2 separate regions of the Mus musculus genome follow, and region 1 is linked to region 2. A link is a contact called in public Hi-C data. All regions are on one chromosome and are shown on one strand. Each heading gives the region's core, a stretch centred on a gene start, on an enhancer-like site or on the middle of the called end of the contact. The rest is flanking DNA. Distances are from core to core; before and after follow the strand shown. Region 1 holds the start of Bbox1 (butyrobetaine (gamma), 2-oxoglutarate dioxygenase 1 (gamma-butyrobetaine hydroxylase)). Region 2 has its middle 120 kb from the start of Gm39905.

The links. Hi-C and Micro-C count contacts between places; a contact is called where the count stands out from the background.
Region 1: a contact with region 2 is called in a Hi-C map of liver, with 2.7 times the contacts expected there. The contact joins the promoter of Bbox1 here to the enhancer-like site in region 2. A contact is called at or near these places in 3 of 39 promoter capture datasets (liver and pre-B cells) and 1 of 484 Hi-C or Micro-C datasets (liver).

Annotation. Positions count from the first base shown.
Region 1 is chr2:110,304,126-110,307,508 of GRCm38.p6, forward strand. Bbox1 (butyrobetaine (gamma), 2-oxoglutarate dioxygenase 1 (gamma-butyrobetaine hydroxylase)) reads right to left here and starts at 1,600. Exons shown (of 7, transcript NM_130452.1): 1 at 1,289-1,600. The coding sequence starts at 1,507. The region is part of intron 1 of Gm30319 (a long non-coding RNA gene); the gene reads left to right.
Region 2 is chr2:108,763,248-108,766,545 of GRCm38.p6, forward strand. No RefSeq gene overlaps it. Among named protein-coding and RNA genes, the nearest start is that of Gm39905, 120 kb to the right of the region's middle. Within about 2 kb of position 1,539, at least 38 of the 459 cell types and tissues checked have an H3K27ac peak or open chromatin away from gene starts, as enhancers often do. A contact at or near this core is called in liver, where this site is marked.

The sequences.
Region 1 (3,383 bases), core at 350-2,849, 1.5 Mb after region 2:
TCTGTCACGTTTGTCCTTCTGGGGAGGATTCGGAAATAAGCAACAGAGAAGCAGGTTCGACAGCACATGTGGTTGGCACCGAGACTGATGATTTTAGGATGCCTTATGCACATATGCAGTTGTTTGGATAAACAGTGCTAATCAGTAAGATTTCTGAGCGACTTCTGCAGGATAAACATTTGCACCCAGATTGTCTCATCCCCTGACATTTCTTTTCCTGTTTTTTTTTAAATGATTATATTTTAATGGGTATTTTATTTATTTACATTTCAAATGTTATCCCCCTTCCCAGTTTCCCCTCCACATGCTATCTATCCCCTCCTCCCTTCCCCTGCCTCTATGAGGGTGCTCCCCCCCCCATCCACTCCTGTCTCAGCGGCCTGGGTCATCAAGCCTACACAGGACCAAGGGCCTACATTCTCAGTGATACAAGATAAGGCAGTCCTCTGCTACATATCCAGCTGGAGCCATGGGTACCTACTGTGTATTGTTTGGTTGGTGGTTTAGTCCCTGGGAGCTTTGGGGGGGGTCATCTGGTTGGTTGATATTGTTATTTTTCCTATGGGGTTGCAAACCCTTTCAGCTCCTACAGTCCTTGCTCTAACTTCCCCATTGGGGTCCCCACACTCAGTCCAATGTTTGGCTGTATATATCCACATCTGTATTCGTCTGGGTCTGGCAGAGCCTCTCAAACGTTTGGCATTTCTGTGGACAAATTCTGTACTTTTCTAGCTTTATAGAGCAGCAAACTGAGTGCCAGATGCACCATTTTCATGGTATAAATTGCATGATTGTGTTTCAAGCCTGCTTCCCCCTAAAAGAATAAAAAATGGAAATTTGCATATGGTATTAAGATGGTAGTAGTTTTAAAATCAAAATATCATACATTCTGAAGAGAAACCAGAATATATCAGTAGGCTATATTTATATGTTTATTTATGTGTATATGTAACAATATTAAAGGGAAATTGACCACTACTTTGAGAGGGAGTGAGGAGAATATGGAATGAGTTGGATGAAGGAAAAAAGAAAGAAAAGGTGATGTAATGAAATTTCATTTAAAATAAAAAGTAAGCCTATTAAAAATAAAAATATAAAATGTTGTAGTAGTGATAACAACAGTAGATTTTTCCACTGAATATTCCTACCCTATCAAACAATGTACAACCATGTCCATGGAGGGTTTCCTCTATATATGAGAAGTTAAAAAAGAGTTACTTAAATTACTATAGACTAACCCCTTGATCTAACTCAACAGAGAAGGGGAAGAGCATTTAGACGTAATTACCTTTTTCCGGTCAAATGTCAAATCATCGATTCTAATGTTTACATCAAGAGCTTCCAGGAGAAGTTTCCGAGCTTTTGCAGAATGTAGGTAGCAGTCTGAACACTGACAGTTGTCTCTCAGCCATACTGCTGGGTAGAGGGACTCTGCCCCATCGTGCCAAAAGATCTGCATCAAATGAGCCCCATCCACTGCTTCTGCCTTTAGGATGGCACAGTGCATGTTTCTGGTCTTTGGTGATAAATCCTATCAGCCACCTGCTAGGACAAATCAGTGTTAATTATAGTAGGCTGGCAGATTGTACCTGAACCTGATCTCTACAATACTGCAAGTGGACTCTGGCCTCTGCCTACCACTCAGCAGTGTGAGCCTACAGTTCGCCCCATGCCGGGACCTTTGTTCTGATTAGAGTATTTCACATGTTGTAAACAGAAGCACAGTGACTAGCTGTAAGATAAAAATGCCACATCAAATCCAAATCAAGAGAATTCCTTGTTCTTTTAACAGAAATTTTAGATTATAAAATAAGAAACAAGGGCAAACACAGTGATATAATCACATTTGCATAAACACTGTGGGAAAACCGCTACGCAAATGGAAAATGTTAAGTTTGCCTCTCTGTTTTGGTGTTTTAGTGAGCCCAGGACTTTAAACACGTGAGACAGGCATTCTACCGTTGAACTTCAGTCCCAGCTCACAAAATGCCTCTGTTGTTTTAACCAATGACAGAGGCATCTGGCTTTTGAAACAAAAACTGCTTCAATGATTCATAATTACCATCAAGGGAATATTAATGCAATTAGTTTGCTTAAAGGGTAATGCGACTTAGAACATGGTACTATTTCTGTTCTAGTTTTACTTTTTACTTGCACAGTATATTTCTCACTGGAATATAAAAATACCAAAGTCCTTTAAAAGCTTACTGGGTTTGTTTTCTGCCTTTGCTTGTTTGGAATGTCTTACTTTATCTGGAATGTTTATGGGGGGAGCTTTATGAATCTATATTCTGATTGGAATGTATGGCTCCTTTTTATTACAAAATCCATCAAATTTGTAGCAATGCAGTAGTTACAGGAGAAGAAATCTCATGAAAGAAAGGCACCAGGGTACTTAGACTGGGCAACTCTTTATTTCATTAGTGACCGTATACCTGACATTCAGGAATCAGGGAATGTTATAGACTTAACTTTTCATGTTTATCTAGGGTTCTCAATATATATTCAAAGAGTAGACATTAGTAAAAAGATAAAGTTTACATGAAAAAACCAGAATGCTTTAAGTGTTTTCATAGGACCATTAGCACCTCTAGCTCTTCTAACAGAAGAGAGCAGAGAGGCAGTGCTACCTTGGGATAAGAGAGGAAGACAGACACACAGCACAGTAACTGCTTATACACACCTTCACTGTATCCGATACTGAAACAGCACCAGGGACCGACCAAGCAAAGCAAAGACTTTTGGCAAACTGCTGTCACCTACTCAAACCTACACGTAGGCATACATATATACACATAATTAAAAACAAAATAAATCCTTTGACAAAAGAGAGAAATAGCACTATTTTAAAAAAATCTGTCAGGGGTCACCAAATAATCTTTACAAAAGGACTTCTAGGCTATTAGGTTTGTAGAGCATATATAATTTCTCATTTGTAGTCTTAATTTTAAAATTCCATTCAAAATATAACAAATATTCTTAGCCCATGGTGTGCATAAAAGTGGTCGATGGGACATTTTTGGCCAAGAACAGTAGTGTGGCTGTCCTTTATAAATTTGTTCACGCTTTCTTTAGCACAGTGGTATCATGTGATGCTTGATTCAGAAAGCAGTACTCTTTCACTTGCTTGGGCATTGAGCAAAAGTTAGCACTCATATGTAACAATATCTTCTTTTGTACATGTGGTATTACAAGATACAAAGATTACCATACCACAATGGAAACAGAGGTTTACAATGTAAACAAAAGTCTGGGATCAAATGGTCTCAATTATTTCTTAGAAAAAAAAAACTTATTTAATTTACTCTAGAAAGATCTGTGACTGATATTGGGCTACATGTATTGATTCTACCTTATTTTGCTTCCTTACTAATATAATACTG
Region 2 (3,298 bases), core at 289-2,788:
AAGCATGTACCACCAACTCTTGATGTGATAAGCGTGCTACAGGCTTAATGCCATCTCTCAGACCAAGTGCTTCGATATAATACAGTCTCAGGAGAGGAACACCAGACATGGAGTAGGCCAAACCAGATATGTGCAGGTTTGGTGTTGATGTTGTTGTTGTTGCTGTTGTTGTTGTTGTTTTGTTTTGTTTTGTTTTGTTTTGTTTTTAAATCACAATGGCTAGTCCAAGAATGAATAATATTCTACCTGACAGTTTCTGAGACTATAATTTGACCAAGTATAGAAATCAAATCTTTTAATGAGAAAAGGTTCTCATACAATGTTAGGAACATCATGCTAATCCTAATAATGACACTAAATTTTTAGAGATAACAATGGAAACGTGGTCCTTGAGAATATGTATGACCTGAATAAGGTCACAAGTGAAGATGGTTCGGTTATTTGTGTAAAATCTTATTTTCTGTTTCTGAGTTTTGTTTGTGTTTTCTGTTATTGTAACAGCATTTTTATCATGATCATGTGTCTTTCTTACATAATATATTTATCATCAGATTTCCCACTACCTCTACAATGTCGTGAGGAACTGCTGTTTGTACGAAGCCATCCCTAACTCTGCCAGCCAATAGGGATAGCTCTATCTCATCTATCAACTATTTCACTAGAATTAATCATCAGCATTTTTCCCACAGACATCTCCAGAAGTTTGTCTCCAGTACCACATCAGAATGGTAACTCAATCTCTACCTTATATCACAAGTGGCTATAAGTCCGTTTGTATAGGTTCAGATTCCTAACTGCCCTGAAGTTTTCCCATAGCTCCCTATTTGTGAACAGTAGAAAACCTAAAATTCATACCTTTCTGCCTTTATTGCTAACTATACCCATTACCTGCACTCTTCTTTCTAGCTACACTAAACAAAAACAACAACAAATCACTCTTTGAATGAGCTATAACCTCATTAATTTGACCATCTTGGTGTAATTTTCCCACTATTTCCTCTTTCCCTATCTATCTCCCCATAGCATTTCTACTTGTGCTTATAATTCTACTCTAATAGTTATGTATTTGGAAGGTTTTCCTGTTACACCTCATGCAAGTACTGTGATATATAATCCTTCAGAGTAAAGGATGAGCATCTTGTGCATATATCTGTCCTAGCACTTATCACTGAATTATAATTGCCTAGCTTAATTTGTCTCTTTGCTACATACACACGAAATCCCAAAAAGACGGGAGATGTATCTTATTCAGTGTCGTCTCACTAGCATCTGACACAGGGTTTGGCATGAGATCAATGCCTAATAAGTGTCTGCTGACTGTATGATAACTGTATGGTAACTTGAAAAATTATTCCACCTGAAAGATGATAAATATTTTCTCCAAAAGATGGGAGAGAACCTGAGCTCCTGTCTCCTGCAGAGCTGAGAACAGGTCTCATTGCAGCAAAGAAGAAAAAATAAGCATGAACAGATGATCGCCAGCATATGCTGCCCCATGCTCTTTTCTTGCCACAGGAATTCACTTTCACTTTCAGGTAGACCCAGCCTGCTGTGCAGTCAATTCTATGGCCTCCTGGGGACCCAGAGGAGAGACAACTTGGCATAAGTGAGTGGACCGCATTCTGCTGAGGAAGTGATGGTTTTGTACCACATTATTCATCGAGCCACTGTGCCAAGTAGCTATATTTCTTGGATGATGGGGAGAGGAAGACTAACAACTCGAGCCCACACAGTGATGCAATGCAACTTCCAGGAAAGAGAGCAGCAGACTGTCCCTGGCTACAGAGTGCAAGGTGAAAAGTAGCTGAAGAGATTATACATGTGCCCTTGAGAAGGCTGAGAGCATCCCAGGCTCTGGGCAACACAAGTCAGGACAAACAGTACCCTCTCCTGAGTGCTACACTAGAGCCACCACTTCCATTAAATCTTCCCAGACTCTCAGCATACAGTATTCTCTCTGTGTAACCAAAACAACTCATCAGTACTAAGTACTGACCACAAGCTGCCTAAGACATCATGCTTTTTGTTATTTAACCATGAAAGCATGCCTTGAGCATAACCAGTTATGCTGGTTAATGTTTTTGTCAACTTGACATAAGCTAGGTTCATCTGGGAAGAAGAATCCTCAGTTGAGAAAATGCCTCCATCAGACTGGCCTATAGCCATGTCTGGGAGAACATTCTCTTTATTGATGACAGATGTAGGAGGGCTCATCCCACTGTGGGTAGAACCAATCCTAGCCAGAGACTCTGATATGTATCAGAAATCAAACAGAGCATACCAATAAGTACAACTCCTCAATGGCCTCTGCTTCAGTTTCTACTTCCAGGTTCCTGCCTGAATTTTCTATACTGGCTTTCTCGTAATGGACTGGAAGCTCTAAGATAAAATAAAGCATCTGGTCACCATATTGTTTGATGTTTATCAAAGTAATAGACAGCAAACTAAAATGCTCCCCAGATTGGTTTTAAAGGTCACGATCTATGCTGTGCTACTCTTTATATACCTTCTCCAAAGGCATAGCAGGAGACTCAGTTCTATTTGTGGCTGAGATATCCAGAGTCACTCAACAGAGGAGTGTATAAATCAAAATGACTTATTCACCTGTGGAAAAGTTCCTACAGTAATCAGCTTCTCCTGACCCTAAAACACAGGTGTATCATTGGTAAGCTATCACTTTACCATCATCCAAATGACATCTGATAGACTGGATCAGGTGCTGGAAAATATGACCTTCTCCATGACCGTCTATCATATGTTATCTATCTAGATCTTCTTCCATCTGCAACTAGCTCAGAATCTGCAAGCTACTCCAGAGCCCCTGAGTTAGTGTTAAGTACCACTTCTGGTCTAAGCTTTATCAGTTTCAGACCTGTTTCTTTGATTTTAGGTTCATTTAGGGGGGAGAATCTCCTATGCAAACCTATTCAAAACCTATGGCTTTGAAATAACAATGCTCCTGCTTCCACTTTCCACATGACAAGATTACAGGCATGAACTACTATGCTAAGTTGTCTGTCTCATTTACATGAGATTAAGACACAGGCCACTTAACTTATACAGCAGTGTGTGTCCTTTCAGGGAGAGAATTAACTATGGTCTCTGTTTGTTTGGCAAATATACATATTCTGTATATCACGGGGAGTACACACAGTGCAATAGATATGTATGTTGGACAAATGAACAGTCTTTGGCACTTCAAAGGCAAGCAAGGTCTAGATCTCCACTCTCAGAGAGATTGTAGTTTAGAAATTACATTCAGTGTGTTTGTCAGAAAATAAGAACTTATGAAAGGAAG